Regions from separate parts of the Hordeum vulgare genome. Here region 2 is linked to region 1. A link is a contact called in public Hi-C data. All regions are on one chromosome and are shown on one strand. The core of a region is the stretch at or near the end of the contact, and the rest is flanking DNA. Distances in the headings are between cores, read along the strand shown.

Region 1 (6,824 bases), core at 2,355-4,854:
GTAACTCTTGGCACTATTTGACAACTATTGTGTAAATAGTATAATTTACTCTTTGAGCTTTTGTGGAATACTCTTTAAATATTAACATCGAAGAAATCGTGAGCCATGTAAAGAAATAGTTAACAATATACTTGTTAGATCTTTTGATTATATTTCCATGGAGTAACAACTAAGACATCCTTTTTTTTAACCAAGACATCCTTGTTGGTGCAACATGGAAAGTGTGACTTGATTTATTTGTGCTCCACAAAGCTGCGGCACCCCAACAATGATATCTTTTTGTTAATACCTTTAAGGCCTTCACACAGATTAATATTTCCAACTAGCAAAAACCCAGAGTTAGCTCCATTACTTAATGCAAATATGAAGTTTTTTTCTCAGTTAAAAATGAATAAGATAAAGAAAACCCCATGCGAACTTAAGGACATTTTTTTAATGAGAAACAAGCTAGTAAAGCATGCACTTACACACAAACACTCATCTATGAATGCACGCAAACACACATCCTACACCTATAAGCATCTTCGAGAAACTGAGTTTACGGATCTTAAAGTTGACAAAATCATTATATAAGACTAGTGGTTGACCCCCGCAAAAAAGAAAAAAGAAAACTAGGACTAGTGGTTGATGGGACCATCTTCGCACATGGAACAAATATCGTCTGAAAAAATAAGCATCCATGAAAAACCTATGACTTAAATCCGACTAGACCACGCTTCTTGATTCATGGCAATTTCACGTATGCAAAACGTTCTTTGACAGAGCTCAACATAGGCCAGGTTATTTCACTCCACAGATCGTTGTCTCGTCGAAGTTAGACATGTACGTGCCGACAACTTACTGAATCCTTCCACACTCATACACAAACAAGCAATAGAAAAGGAGGACACGCCAAGGACCAGAGAAACAGTAAAACCAATAAAAACCCACCCTTGAGCATCACGCTACGCAGATCAAATGCCGCACGGCGATCTGCAAAATCACCAGCGCCCCACGTCACATCTATTACCCCCGCGGCCCCACGAGCAAGAAATGTTTGCACCCGCTGCCGCTTCTTCCTTCCTAGTACTACACGAGGCGCCGCCCGTCCCAATCCTCGGTCACTGACATCACGATGCACGATTCTCTCTTGATTCTGTGATGTCCCCACCCGGGAAATGATGCGAGGAGAAAAGGTTGGGTCATGATCACGCTATAGGTCTTTTACTATGTGAACCAGCGATTAAAAGGGGGGAGCCGCTGGATAAAGCAACCCTCCAGCTCCTTATATGGCTGTGCCACCCAACAACCATATTGAAGTGATGGTCCATAAATCGATTAGTAATGCATAGATGGCCCATTTCGTTTCCAAGTTTCACCATGATCCCAAGTGTAGCAGGCCTGATGATTCAGGTCAAGCAATAGAGGTACAGTTACAATACCATATGCTACTGGTGCTTTAATCCTAAAATGGTACATATGACTTTTAATTCATGCATGTCATTCCGTTTAAACTGTAAAAAATATATTAGATATGGACATCAAATGATACATGACAGATGTTTTTGCAAGGTTTGGAATGTGTGTCTAGTTGTGATGTCGGTGTTAAGAATGGTTTGTTTATGGAAATGTGTCATCATATAAGCAGTTGTATCCAGCTGCAGCTGGCAGGAGAGCATAGTCATGGCAGTTTATCCATTGTCATGAAATTAAATGCCATGTGCTCTCAATTGGGGACACGATGATAGAGCACCACTGCGCCACCATCACCCACTCTACCACCATCATTACTGGTGTGAAGACTCAAGTACTTACAAAAGGCTGTATTATACTTTCGCATCCATATCTTATAGACAGTTCGTTAAATAATTAGGTCTACCCTAATTATAACTCAACAACATCACAAAGGCAGAATAGATAGACCATCTTGAGTATCCGCTATGTACTAGTACATACCGCACCTTTATTTTCCTCTAGTTATAAATAACACATAAAAATACAGATCTACCAGTTCAGTTTTCTTTCGAAAGGAAAACAATTTCCAGAAACAAAAACATACATGTACATCCTATCGATGCAAAATTTTAGAATATCTACTATACTTTTTAATGGTTTAGTAGAAAGCATGCATAGAAGTCATCGTTGTCATCGTCGTCGGTGGTGGTTGGTGGGCTTGCTAGCGTCGGTGGTTTTGATGTGAAATTGAGCGAGTGTTTGGAGCTTGGGTGAAGAGCTTGTCCCGTCCTTGGGTCTACGACCGATGATGACAATGACCACGAGCAACATTGACCTTCTTGAGGGCATTGATGAATTGTTGTCGCCCCATCGACATGGATCAATATGTCGCTGCAGCTTTAGGGAAACCCTAGATATGATAGTGCATTGGCGTTGTATCCCCTCTAGAGGTATTCTTCTTTGGAGCTGGCAGACAAGCAGGGCCCGTGAAAGGCGACGATATCGGTGTTGAGGTTTCTGTCACGAAGATGTCGCGGTGAGCGATGGCACGGACACACCGATGGTTGATGTAGTTGCCTCTTATTAGGCATGTCTTCGGGATTTGCCTATGTTTCTTTGTTGTTATGGAGTCGAAGTTGCGACGATGTGGCTTCGATGATGACGATGACAGATAGCAAGTGGTATGTTTGGTGATTTTTCGCGAGCCAACTTTCCTCATCGTTGACGACTGAGTTCTGACACGGATCTTCATGTGATCTCGTACGACCTCTACGACGTGGGGGGACGTTCTACACAAAGTCAGAGTTGCTTTAGGGATGACGATGGCGTTGCTTAGACAGAAGTGGTGACGATGAAACTTGTTTACTACCTCGACGAGGCTCCCTTTCGAGAGGTGTGTGTATCGCTCAGCGGATTGTACCGATTTACGTTCATAATTAACCGTATAATTCTCTTTAATAATGTCCTAATTAGGGGACGAGTCAAAAAAGATGCCACTGTTTCGAGAAAAAGAAATATGCACACAGACGTATACCATATAAATCCTTGTGCTAGAGGAAAAGATAGACCAGAAAGAGCGCACACACATGCATGCATTTTTTACGCGCAGTTGACGTGACCACACCGCAACGCAAAGCACAGAAGGCATGTTCCAACCCCCGGCACAAAAACGAAAAGACACCCCGAGGAAGTGAAAACCAAGAAGGGCCAAGCACGGCCGGAAATGGCAAAGCACCCCCGGCCCCCGCGCGACCCAGCACAGCACAGCACAGCACAGCACAGCAGCCTCCCACCACAACATAGCGGCGGCACCGGGTATCGAGCATCCAAATCCAAGCCGAGCCCGAGAGCTGAAGCATAATCACGCGGCGCACACCACTCACCAGTCGCCAGGCCGCGCCACTTGCCCACCCCCCTCGTGCCCGCAGCGCTGCGTGCGCTTCCCTTTCCCACCGTCCCTTTCGCCCCGCACCCTGTCGGAGACCGACGCTCCTCCCCTCCCCTCCCCGTCCCCGTCCCCGCCACGCGCCTCGGCGTCGCCTCCACTCCTCCCCCCCTCCCCGCCACTCGCCTCGGCCGCCCCCTTCCGTGCGGAGGCGGCAACCTGTGACGCCCCAAAGTCGGCGCACCTGCTCCCACTGGGAAAGTAGCCGTTGCGGCGTCGCATTTATAGCGACCGCCAGGCGTCACGATGGCCGCTGCTCGGCGGTGAGGAGGAGCCCGCTCTCGCGCGCTCGGTGGTTGGTGGAGCGGAGATGCCGCTGGTCAGGTTCGAGGTGCGGAATGAGGTCGGGCTGGGCGACCCCGGGCTGTACGGCGCCGCGGGGGCAGGGAAGCGAGGCGGCGCCGGCGCCGCCGCCGCAGGGGAGGCCGAGCCCAAGGCGCTGCTCGAGGGCGTCGCCGTCGCGGGCCTCGTCGGGATCCTGCGCCAGCTCGGAGATCTCGCCGAGTAAGCCGCCCCCTCCCCTCATCTCCGTCGCTCCCTGCCTCGCGGTCTGATTTCAGTTTTTCCTGCGTGATTCGATTCGGCGAGTTGTGTGTGTGTGTGTGTGCTTTTTTTCCAGCCTTCCAGTGTGAGATCTGCTGCTCTCCGTGTGTGGTGATTTTGGCGGGCAACTACGGTTGGGGAAGTGTTTGGTCGCTGGTTTACTGGAGTTGAGGTGTTTGTGCTTGAGATTGGGGGTGATTGGAAGGTAGTGGGATCTGGTGTTGAGGTGGTTGCATTTGATAACGCGAGATTGAGTGCGGGGTTCTAGGAACTATAGGAATTATGGCAGGGTTTCCGCTCGCCGATTATGGACAAAGCAGCAGTGCTGCGTGGCTGGAACTGGATAGTATTTCGTTTTGGGCACTGGTGGCTTTCGAGCTCATTTCCGAGAGAGCATTAGGATTGAGTCGGGTAGAACCAAATTGTGTCTTCAGAGCGTTATACGAGCTAAACTATACAATCAAGTGGGTTTTTACCGCGTTTGCTAGGTTTTTGGAGGTATGCTTTGCTGAATTGGTAGGAACTATCGGTGTACTCTAGGTATGCCATGTTTGGGTAAGATCCCATGTTAGGATGGATTTATTTTATCACACTAGCTATATTATATAGATCGTGATTCTGAAAAGTTCCTGTTCTAGACGGCTTAGTGGGTGACTGGTTGAATTCGTTGAATATGTGGGAATAAAGGAGTGTTTGCTAATTCTTGTGCGACTGTTTCCATGGCTTCTAGCAATTTCTACTGGTTGTGTGATCAAAAATGTCACCACTCTTGGGAAGTCTTTTATTTATGGTAAACGTTTCCACGAACGCTTCGGCCGGTCTCGTCCACTCGCTCGCGGCTATAGCAAATCAAATCGGGAGGGCCCATCACGTTATCTCTTTCCTCATCCCCGCATCCTCCTCCTTCTTTTTTCCCAACCTCCTGGTTGCCATGGGAAATCCTACCCCGGCGATCTCCTCCAACGAGCCCCCGTCTTCTTCTCCGGCGAGCACCCTCGAAGCCTAGCATCGAACCAGTGTCCTCCCCTCGATTTCCCCTCTTTGAACTGCTCCATGGTGACTGGAGCTGCAACGGGCATGGCCGGCGAAGTTGCATCCATGGCCGAAGGCGTAATTTACTACATGCTTCAACCGGCATCGAAATTTGGTACAACCGGCACCGCATTTTGCTATCACCGGCGTCGCATTTTGCTACATCGCACATGGCATTGCGATTTTGCTACATCCATCACGGCTGAGCTGCGACCCGTGACGGCGGAACCATGCTCGCGTTTGTTGCAACTGTTGACAGAAAAAGCTTCAACGGTATATGAAAGATGTTTCAACCGGCAATAGAGAAAGCTTCAACCAGGGGCTCCGTCCATCCATTTAACTCCACTCCGACGAGGCGAACCTCCACCCTGAAAGCTGCAACCAGCTGATCGAAAAGCTGCAGCCGTCGTCTAATTTTGTTACTACTGGCAACGGATTTTGCTACATCTGTCATGGCGGAGCTGCGGCCTACTACGGTGATGGCTTTTTTTTGTTGCAACCGTCCCTCGGATTTGCTACAACCGGAGAGGTATTTTGCTACATGCATCATGGCGGAGCTGGGATCGATGGCGAGGGCCGCGACCGACGGCGAGGGGGCTGCGACCAGTGATGACTGGCGGTGAGAGAAGATGAGGAGGCGAGGCGTGGGGTGCAGCGTGTGCGGGGGCGGCACCCTCCTTTTTCTCTCTTTCTTCCGTGTGGGAGGTTGAAGATGGGATGCGGAAGAGGAGGGGGGAGATCTGACGGCTACACGCGTGCAAATCGGACTGATCCGGGCTGACCGGCCGAAACATTGGGCCGGCGCGCCGACGCAGAGTACTGCCCTTTATTTATTTATGATTTTACCGTTTTATTATTTGTCATTGCATTGCCTATTTCTCCCCAAAATTTAATGCCATATGCTTATGACAGTGTCAGGTAGAATTGATCTGCTGGCTTTGAGTTGGCTTCAGGAATACTATAAATCCTCTCATATTCATCTTAATTTGTTAACGTTTAGTGTACTAAGCCTGAGATATTTTTTGGTCATACCAGATTTGCGGCAGATATTTTTCATGACCTACACGAGCAAGTTATAACTACATCGTCTAGGGGGCGTAAGGTGTTGACTCGAGTACAGAACATTGAAGCAGCACTTCCATCTCTTGAAAAAGCTGTGAAGAATCAGAAGAGCCATATACATTTTGCTTATGTACCAGGTAGTTCATCAATGATTATGCATGTGTTCACATGTAGAAAAAAATAACGAGCTGAGGATTCTTGCGCACATTTTAGTCATCAATAATCATTTTGCCCATATTTAGCTCACACTAATTTGTCGGAGTGTATTGGTAGTAGTTGAAGTTGGCTGATGTTGACTTTATCAACTAATCAGTACAAACCTTTTGGTTAATAAGTTAATCTATCCATAATGTTAGAGCAGTCCTGGCTGGCGGGAATGAATAATGAATCTAGCTTTTGCTTTACCATTACCGGGCCAAGATGTTAGAAAACGGCTTATTTCTAACAGTCTCATAATCAACTGTCTCTTGATCATAACCAACAATTTGGTTTAGGATCATCATGCAGCTTTACTTAATTTGCTAATTTAATGCAGGTTCTGACTGGCACACACAACTTCAAAATGAGCAAAATCATCTCCTATCCAGTGATCTGCCTCGGTTTATGATGGATTCCTATGAAGAATGTCGAGACCCACCACGACTTTACCTTCTCGACAAGTAAGGATGCTTGTTTTTTTTTTTCAAGTGATTTTGGGTCTCTAATGACTTATTTTCAGATTTGATAATGCTGGTGCTGGGGCTTGTTTGAAGAGATATTCTGATCCATCTTACTTCAAGAAATCATGGGATGTGATGAGAGCAGACAA
Region 2 (6,824 bases), core at 1,982-4,481, 640 kb before region 1:
ACCTGAGGGCTCCGGCGAAAGGGAAAGTGGCCCGTGGACCAACACTGCCAGGCGAAAAATGCCTTTTCCGTCCATATTCGACCCACGCACGGCAGAACGACACTTCCCCTTTCGCTGCCATGCCGATATCGGCACCGCCCCCCGCCCACAGCCACTTCCCCGCCGCTAGAAAGTTCATTCCGACGCCGGAAAGAGAGGGTTTCAACGCGACAACCTCTATCCCAAATACTGGCTGAGCTTTCCATGGCTCAGATCACACAAGAGAGGATACTGACGGCTACCCGCCCACCATGCCCGGTATGTCTTTGGCGATTTGCCTGTTCGGCGATGGACTTCAACGACGAGGAGGTGTTCGCGGCTTTGATTAAGGAGGAAGCCGAGGTCGAAACCGACTACGAAGAGCACCTTATGATCCTCGTCGTTCTGGCCGGCCTGTTCGCAAAGAATGCAAAGCCGCGGCGAGATGGCTTGGCGTCGGGCCGCCGCAAGATCAAGCTGAGTTCCAAGACCCACATGTGCATCAAGAACTGCAACACAATTTGGTGGAGCACCTATGAAGGCTCAAGGACAACGTCTAGTTGGATGTGTTTTAATTTGTGTTCGACTTATGAGCTTGCTTCGTTGAACTACTTGATTTGTGTTGATTTTATGTGATAAACTATGTGATAGGAATTAGTTATCGTTAATTTTGTGCGAAAGTAATGAATTCATGTCGAATTATGCCGAATATGATTTGAAACTCGATGGCTAGGGGAGAGGGATAAACTTGGGAGGGCGGTTGGAAGGTGAAGCTCCCTACGCCAAAAATAACGTTAACATGCCTCCAAAAGACGCTATTTTACGTCTAAAACACCCTTGAGGATGCGCAGTCGAACGTCCCAAATGACCCTCATAAATGTGCGGATGCGTCCGGTCAATTACCGATAGGAGAGAGAAGGGAAAAAAGTCCACAGATGCGTTGGCCAATGACCGATAGGAGAGAAAAGAAAAAGTGACCTAATCGGATCATTCATATAATCCATATATGTTTAAGTTGAATCCTCGTACTCATCTCAAATATAAAAAGGATATGAGGGGTCATCGATCCGTTCGGTCAGTCCACCGCGTATAACACGACCCCACCCCCAGACCATCTTTTTTTCCTCTTCTTCTTTACCAATCACATGTAAGTGATCTAACATATGAAAAAAACCAAAAAATACGAATGACTAAATAGAAAACATGAGTGACCAAACACGTTATTTAGGGGGGGCATATTTGCTATGTCCGACCGATGCTATGCTATAAGGACAGGAGACGACCGATCATAACGCAAAGACTACAGTAGTACGAAACTATTAGGGCCCACTTCTGTTCCCATTACAGTTTACACCAGGCCTCTTCCCAGCCTGTTATCCCGGCCAACTACTCGAGCGCGCCACGTTAGCGAGCGCCGGCCGACAGGCGTCAACGTCGGCGCGTCCCGGCGCACGACGCCACATTATTGTCGAAAAGCACGTCGTAGCCGACGCTGGTTACGTTCCTCAAGTAGCAGCCGCCGTTGCTGGCGCCGTAGTTGTACACCTGGTGCATCCGCCACGACGCGCCGGCCACCTGGTCGTCCCGGAGCACCACCTCCGCCTCCGCCACCTGCTCGTTGCGCAGCGTGCTCGTCACCGCCCCGCCGCCGCCCGCGCGGGACTCCACGAACCCGATCTCCACGCGCCGCATCAGCCGCTGCGACGAGGTGCCGCTGCCGTTGCCGCCCTGGAAGATGTAGAGCGGGAAGCTCTGGTGCACCTGCTGCGCGTACGCGCCGCCGCCGACGTCGGTGTGAGCGTCGGTGGTCTGGTTGATCACCTGCGCGCCGCCCTTGTTGCTCACCACGTTCGAGTTCGCGAAGCTGAGACGCTGGGCGAACGTGGTGGTGATGTTGCCGCGCGACGAGCTTACCCACCCCGTGGCCGAGATGTTGCGGCTCGCCGTCGCGCGGTACTCCCCGTCGATGCCGTCCACGGAGTGCGAGGTGATGCTCCCCGACAGCTTGGGCGCGTCGTAGGAGATGAGGCCGCCGGTGGTCGTGGAGCCCTTGGGGTCGAGCCAGAGGTGGAGGTTGCCGTTCACGTACCACGAGTTCTGCGCGTTGGTCACCGCGAACCCGACCTCGTGCTCCTTGCTGTCCAGCAGCTTCCCCAAGAACGGCGTGAGCTCGATGTCGTAGGTGGGCAGGTTGAACGAGCCAATGCTGGTGATGGGGCGCCAGATGAGGGGGTTGATGCCGCCGGTGTAGATGACCGGGAACGGCCACACGGCACCCACGACGTCGCCGTCGAGCAAGACAGTGACCTCGCGGAATGGCCCGTTCTGGTCCGGTGTGTTCATGTACCAGAACTCGTCGGAGTAGTGGGACGAGACGTAGACCTCGAGCACCGCGCGGTAAGCGTTGGCCGGCACGGCGACGCGCGTGGACTCGATGTCAGTCTTGTTCTGGACCACGAACCAGAGCCCATCGTCGAGAGGCAGGCTCCTTGAGACGGGGACGATCAGGTCGGCGGGCGTCGACGCTGCCGCCGTCAGCTGGGCCTTGCGCCGGAAGTAGAGGTGAAGCGTGAGGTTCGCGTAGTAGACGCCGTTGTAGGTGTCGTCGATGAGGTTGCCGAGGTACACGGCGAGCGTGGAGTTGCCGGCCGCGAGGAGGGACGCGTACTTGGTGACGTCCTTGTGCACGGACCACGTGACGCCGCCCGGGCGCGGCTCGGCGGTGCTGCCGCGCAGGAGCTCCGCCCCGCCGAGCCAGACGCCGAAGATGCGGTCGTACTGGACGCCGTGGCAGTCGGCGCGCCACTCGAGGACAGCGAGCGAGACGTCCCCCGCGCCGCTCAGGCAGGACGGCGGCGAGTAGGCGGCGGTGACCGGCGGCTTGTTGAGGGTGAGCGCGAAGGACTGGGAGAGGAGGAGCGTGGAGCAGGGCCCCGAGCTCCCCCGCGGCGGGTGCAGCGGCCGGTTGACCTCGAAGAAGGTGGTCTTGGCCTTGGCGAGGTGGCGAGCCGGCAGCGCCGCCTCGACCGTGGCGACGTCCTCGGCCGAGAGGCCGAGGCGGTGCGGCCTGGCAACGGAGAAGTGGGAGTGGGCGAGCAGAGTGAAGAAGCAGAGGAAGAGGAGGCGGGGAGCAGAGGAGGTAGGCATGGTGCGTGCACGGTTGTGTCCGCGTGAAGGCTGAGAATTTAAGGGGAACATACTCCATCAGATAGCTGAGAAATACGAGTATTATATAGTACAATAAGTAAAGAAAACCGTACAACAATATCTATCTCGTCGTATAAACAAATGTACTTTGTATTCTGGGAATATTCAGCTTTGTGAGTGCCGTATAACGGCAAACCAAAGTGGCGAGTAGGTAGGTGGAATTATGGGACTTTTGGGATGGCTCGAGTTGTCCACTAGTCAGTACAATAATAACCCGGAAAAATACAGGGAGCGACGATCACACTACACGGAGGTGCCAAAAACAGCTGGAAGCATATAGCCTCCAGCTCCAAGTTCCACTAGAACAGAACAATGAGTCAGCAACAATGGAGCACGCAGATAATCATTCTCTATCTCTAAGAAAAAGAAAAGAAACAAAGATCTCCACAGATAACTTGTGGTGCATGAATAAGTTGCGGTTGCGTGTTAGTTTATTGGAAAAAAACGGCCTCGGCTCCATGCTGCGGGAAGGACCACGCGCAATGGTTTTCGTGGTTATCAGCACTGTCGGCCGCACCTAATCACAAACAAATGTAGGTGGAATCCAGACGCACATCGCCATCAACTCCCACATAGGAGCAGGACGCTACTGGTAGCTGGTACTGCCACCCGTATGTGCTCATAAATTTGATGGTCGTGGTACGTGTGTATTTGGATTTAGATTCTATGCTAGCCTGCCCATGCTAGAGCGGTCTCTTGTGAATTGTTGTCCCTCTTCCAGCGTTCATGAGAGACCAGGGGATTGCTGAGTTATTCATTCGTTGATGAGTAAGTTGGATGTTATTATTGTCTTAAAACCGAAAACTGTCTCAACTGCCGGCAGCAAGGACCAGGGGATTGTTTTCGTAGTTATGAACACTGTCAGGGATCTCTAATTACAGACACAAATGTAGGTGAACCAATGTGCAGTTTTATTTTCTACGAAAATGACTCTATAAAGGTCCAATCAAAATATAAGCATCCCAAACACAATAAGAATTGCATCAAGATCCCTAGACTATTGATGACCATTGTTGCCGTTAGAACAAACCGCCGACGAACTATTCATGTATCAAAGTCGGTCTAACCTTACCAATGACAACGGGGAAGTTGTCGCGCACATGCCTATAAGGACCAACACCCAGAAGCTACAACCGCCGTTGTTGAACCCTTGAATTGATCCGAAAAACCTAACATCAAATCTCACCATCGAGTATGCACAACAAGGAACCCGATCTACGGAGGCGTGAGGAGCTGGTAGGAATCTACATTGAAACTTCATCTAATCCACTCTAGCAAACGAACTTGAGGAGGAGGATCGTTGTCTCGTTTTGCACCAAGAAAGTTCTCGGTTCCAAGAAAGCATGAGAAAATCTTCGTTGCAAGGGAAGTTTTGTAATCAAAACTTTGCATCAAATAAAAGAAATGAAAATTGAACTTTTCCCCATTGGTACATACCATAAGCATAAGGGCATTTCTTCGCCTATATACATGCACACCGTATGGTTGGGATCCCGGAGGCAATCCAACGCGGTCCTCTACCGGGAGCGGTCCGGACCATGTTTCCCCGCAAACCGGAATCAAACATGTGGGGCTTTGCGGGAGTCCGAACATGATACACATCGTACATTTACACCCATGGCCCACCCAAAAGCAAGGTGAAGCTTGTGCTTCTGTAGCACCTGCACTATTTTCATATCAAAACCCTCCCACTCTCTTCTTCCATCCCGTCGCTCTCCACCCAATTCATGTCCTTTTCTCTCACTTTCTTCTTCGCTCCCACTCTCGATGCATGGAATCGGACTAGTATTTGTGAGAGATGAAGTTGGTGGAGATGGCGGAGGATCTGAGCATCACCCTCCCGTGGAAGATCAACTCAGCGACGCGGCAAAACAGTTGCGTCATAAATGAAGGCCACAAAGGAAGAAACACTTAGGAAGCGGAAAGACGATGGAGGGCGTGCTAATGGCGTCGTTAGTGGTGGGCGTGCTAGTCACAGACGTGGTGGAAGTCGTGATTAGGTTCGCGGAGCCCTGATGCTGTCACCCACCGTCCACATGTCGCCATGGTCAGAGCATTACAATGCTCCGTACTACTATATCGCCATGCATCTCGATCGGTAGTCCACAACAACTGCCGCCGAGTAGGTAACTTACATCTTCGACGTAAACGTGGAGCTGCTGCTCTTCTCAGAGTATTCTTCGCCACAGCTCGTTCGGGTGCACACGACAGATAGGGAGCACATGCGTGCCCGCACGATGGTCGTTGCTATGATAAAGTGGGGGAGAAGGCGTACTACGACACAGAGAGGAAGCTTGAAAGGACGTGGATGTCGCCTAGGGGGGTGAATATGCGTTTTAAAATAATTACGGTTTAGGCTTGAACAAATGCGGAATAAAAATAACATTTAATTTGTCAAGCACAAACCCTAAAATAACTAGGCTATGCTAAGCAAGATAAACAACTAAGTGATAGCAATATATATAACAAGAAACAAAATGGCTATCACAAAGTAAAGTGCATAAGTAAAGGGCATGGGTAAGAGATAACGAGGCGCACGGAGATGACGATGTATCCGAAGTTCACACCCTTGTGGATGCTAATTTCCGTTTGAAGCGGTGTGGAGGCACAATGCTCCCAAAGAAGCCGCTAAGACCACCGTAATCTCCTCACGCCCTTGCACAATGCAAGATGTTGTGATTCCACTAAGGGACCTTTGAGGGTGGTCACTGAACCCATACAAACAAGGTTGGGGCAATCTCCACAACTTAATTGGAGGCTCCCAACAACACCACGAAGCTTCACCACAATGGAATATCGCTTTGAGCTAACCTCAAATTCTTGGGGCAATCTCCACAACCTAATTGGAGACCCCGATGCTTGCCCGAAGCTTTACACCATAATGATTGAATTCCGAGGCACCACCAACCGTCTAGGGCGCCAAGGCACCCAAGAGGAACAAGCACTAGGGTTCTCAAACAGCCAAGAGTAATAAGATTCTCAAATTTCACTTCCACGTATCACCGTGGAGAATTCACTTCCACGTAGCACCCGCACTGTTTTCACAACAAAGAGGAGAAAGTGATTGGTGGAAATGTCGATCTAGATCTCCTCTCTCTTTGCCCTCAAGAACTAGCAAGAATCATTGGAGTGACTGAGAATTAGCAAGCTCGAAAAAGGTTAACAATGGGGGAAGAATACGAGCTCTAGAGTTGGGAGCAATGGGGAAGAAGACCTCCTTTTATAGTGCTCCCCAAGTCCAACCGTTATGTGCACCTTTCGTGCACAAGCGGTACTATCGCTGGGCTGAGTGGTACTACCGCTCCAACCCAAATGGTACTTTCGCTTCAAAAGGGCAACGAATCATTGGAAGCGAGAGAGAAAAAACAAGCGGGAGTAGGGACGAAAGGGAGGGCGACAGTACCGCTGGAGCGGTACTACTGCTCCCCCAAGCGATACTACCGCTCCCCCAAGCGGTACTTCCGCTCAAAGTGGAAAAATGGACCGATAAAGCGAGAGAGCAATTATAAGGGGAAGAGAGCCGGAAGGGGAGGACGGCAGTAACACCATAGCGGTACTACCGCTTTGCCCCAGCGGTACTTCCAATTGAGAGAGAAAAC

The links. A called contact is a pair of places that touch in the nucleus more often than the background predicts.
Region 2: a contact with region 1 is called in a Hi-C map of seedling, with 5 times the contacts expected there. The contact joins the promoter of LOC123443173 here to the promoter of LOC123443170 in region 1. A contact is called at or near these places in 2 of 6 Hi-C or Micro-C datasets (leaf and seedling).

What each region holds. Positions count from the first base shown.
Region 1 is chr3H:115,192,383-115,199,206 of MorexV3_pseudomolecules_assembly, reverse strand. LOC123443170 (SCAR-like protein 2) reads left to right here and starts at 3,604. Exons shown (of 10, transcript XM_045119463.1): 1 at 3,604-3,883; 2 at 5,990-6,153; 3 at 6,552-6,675; 4 at 6,735-6,824. The coding sequence starts at 3,690.
Region 2 is chr3H:115,828,908-115,835,731 of MorexV3_pseudomolecules_assembly, reverse strand. It overlaps LOC123443173 (peptide-N4-(N-acetyl-beta-glucosaminyl)asparagine amidase A-like), which reads right to left and starts at 3,231. Exons shown (of 1, transcript XM_045119466.1): 1 at 1,210-3,231. The coding sequence starts at 3,216. The coding sequence ends at 1,447.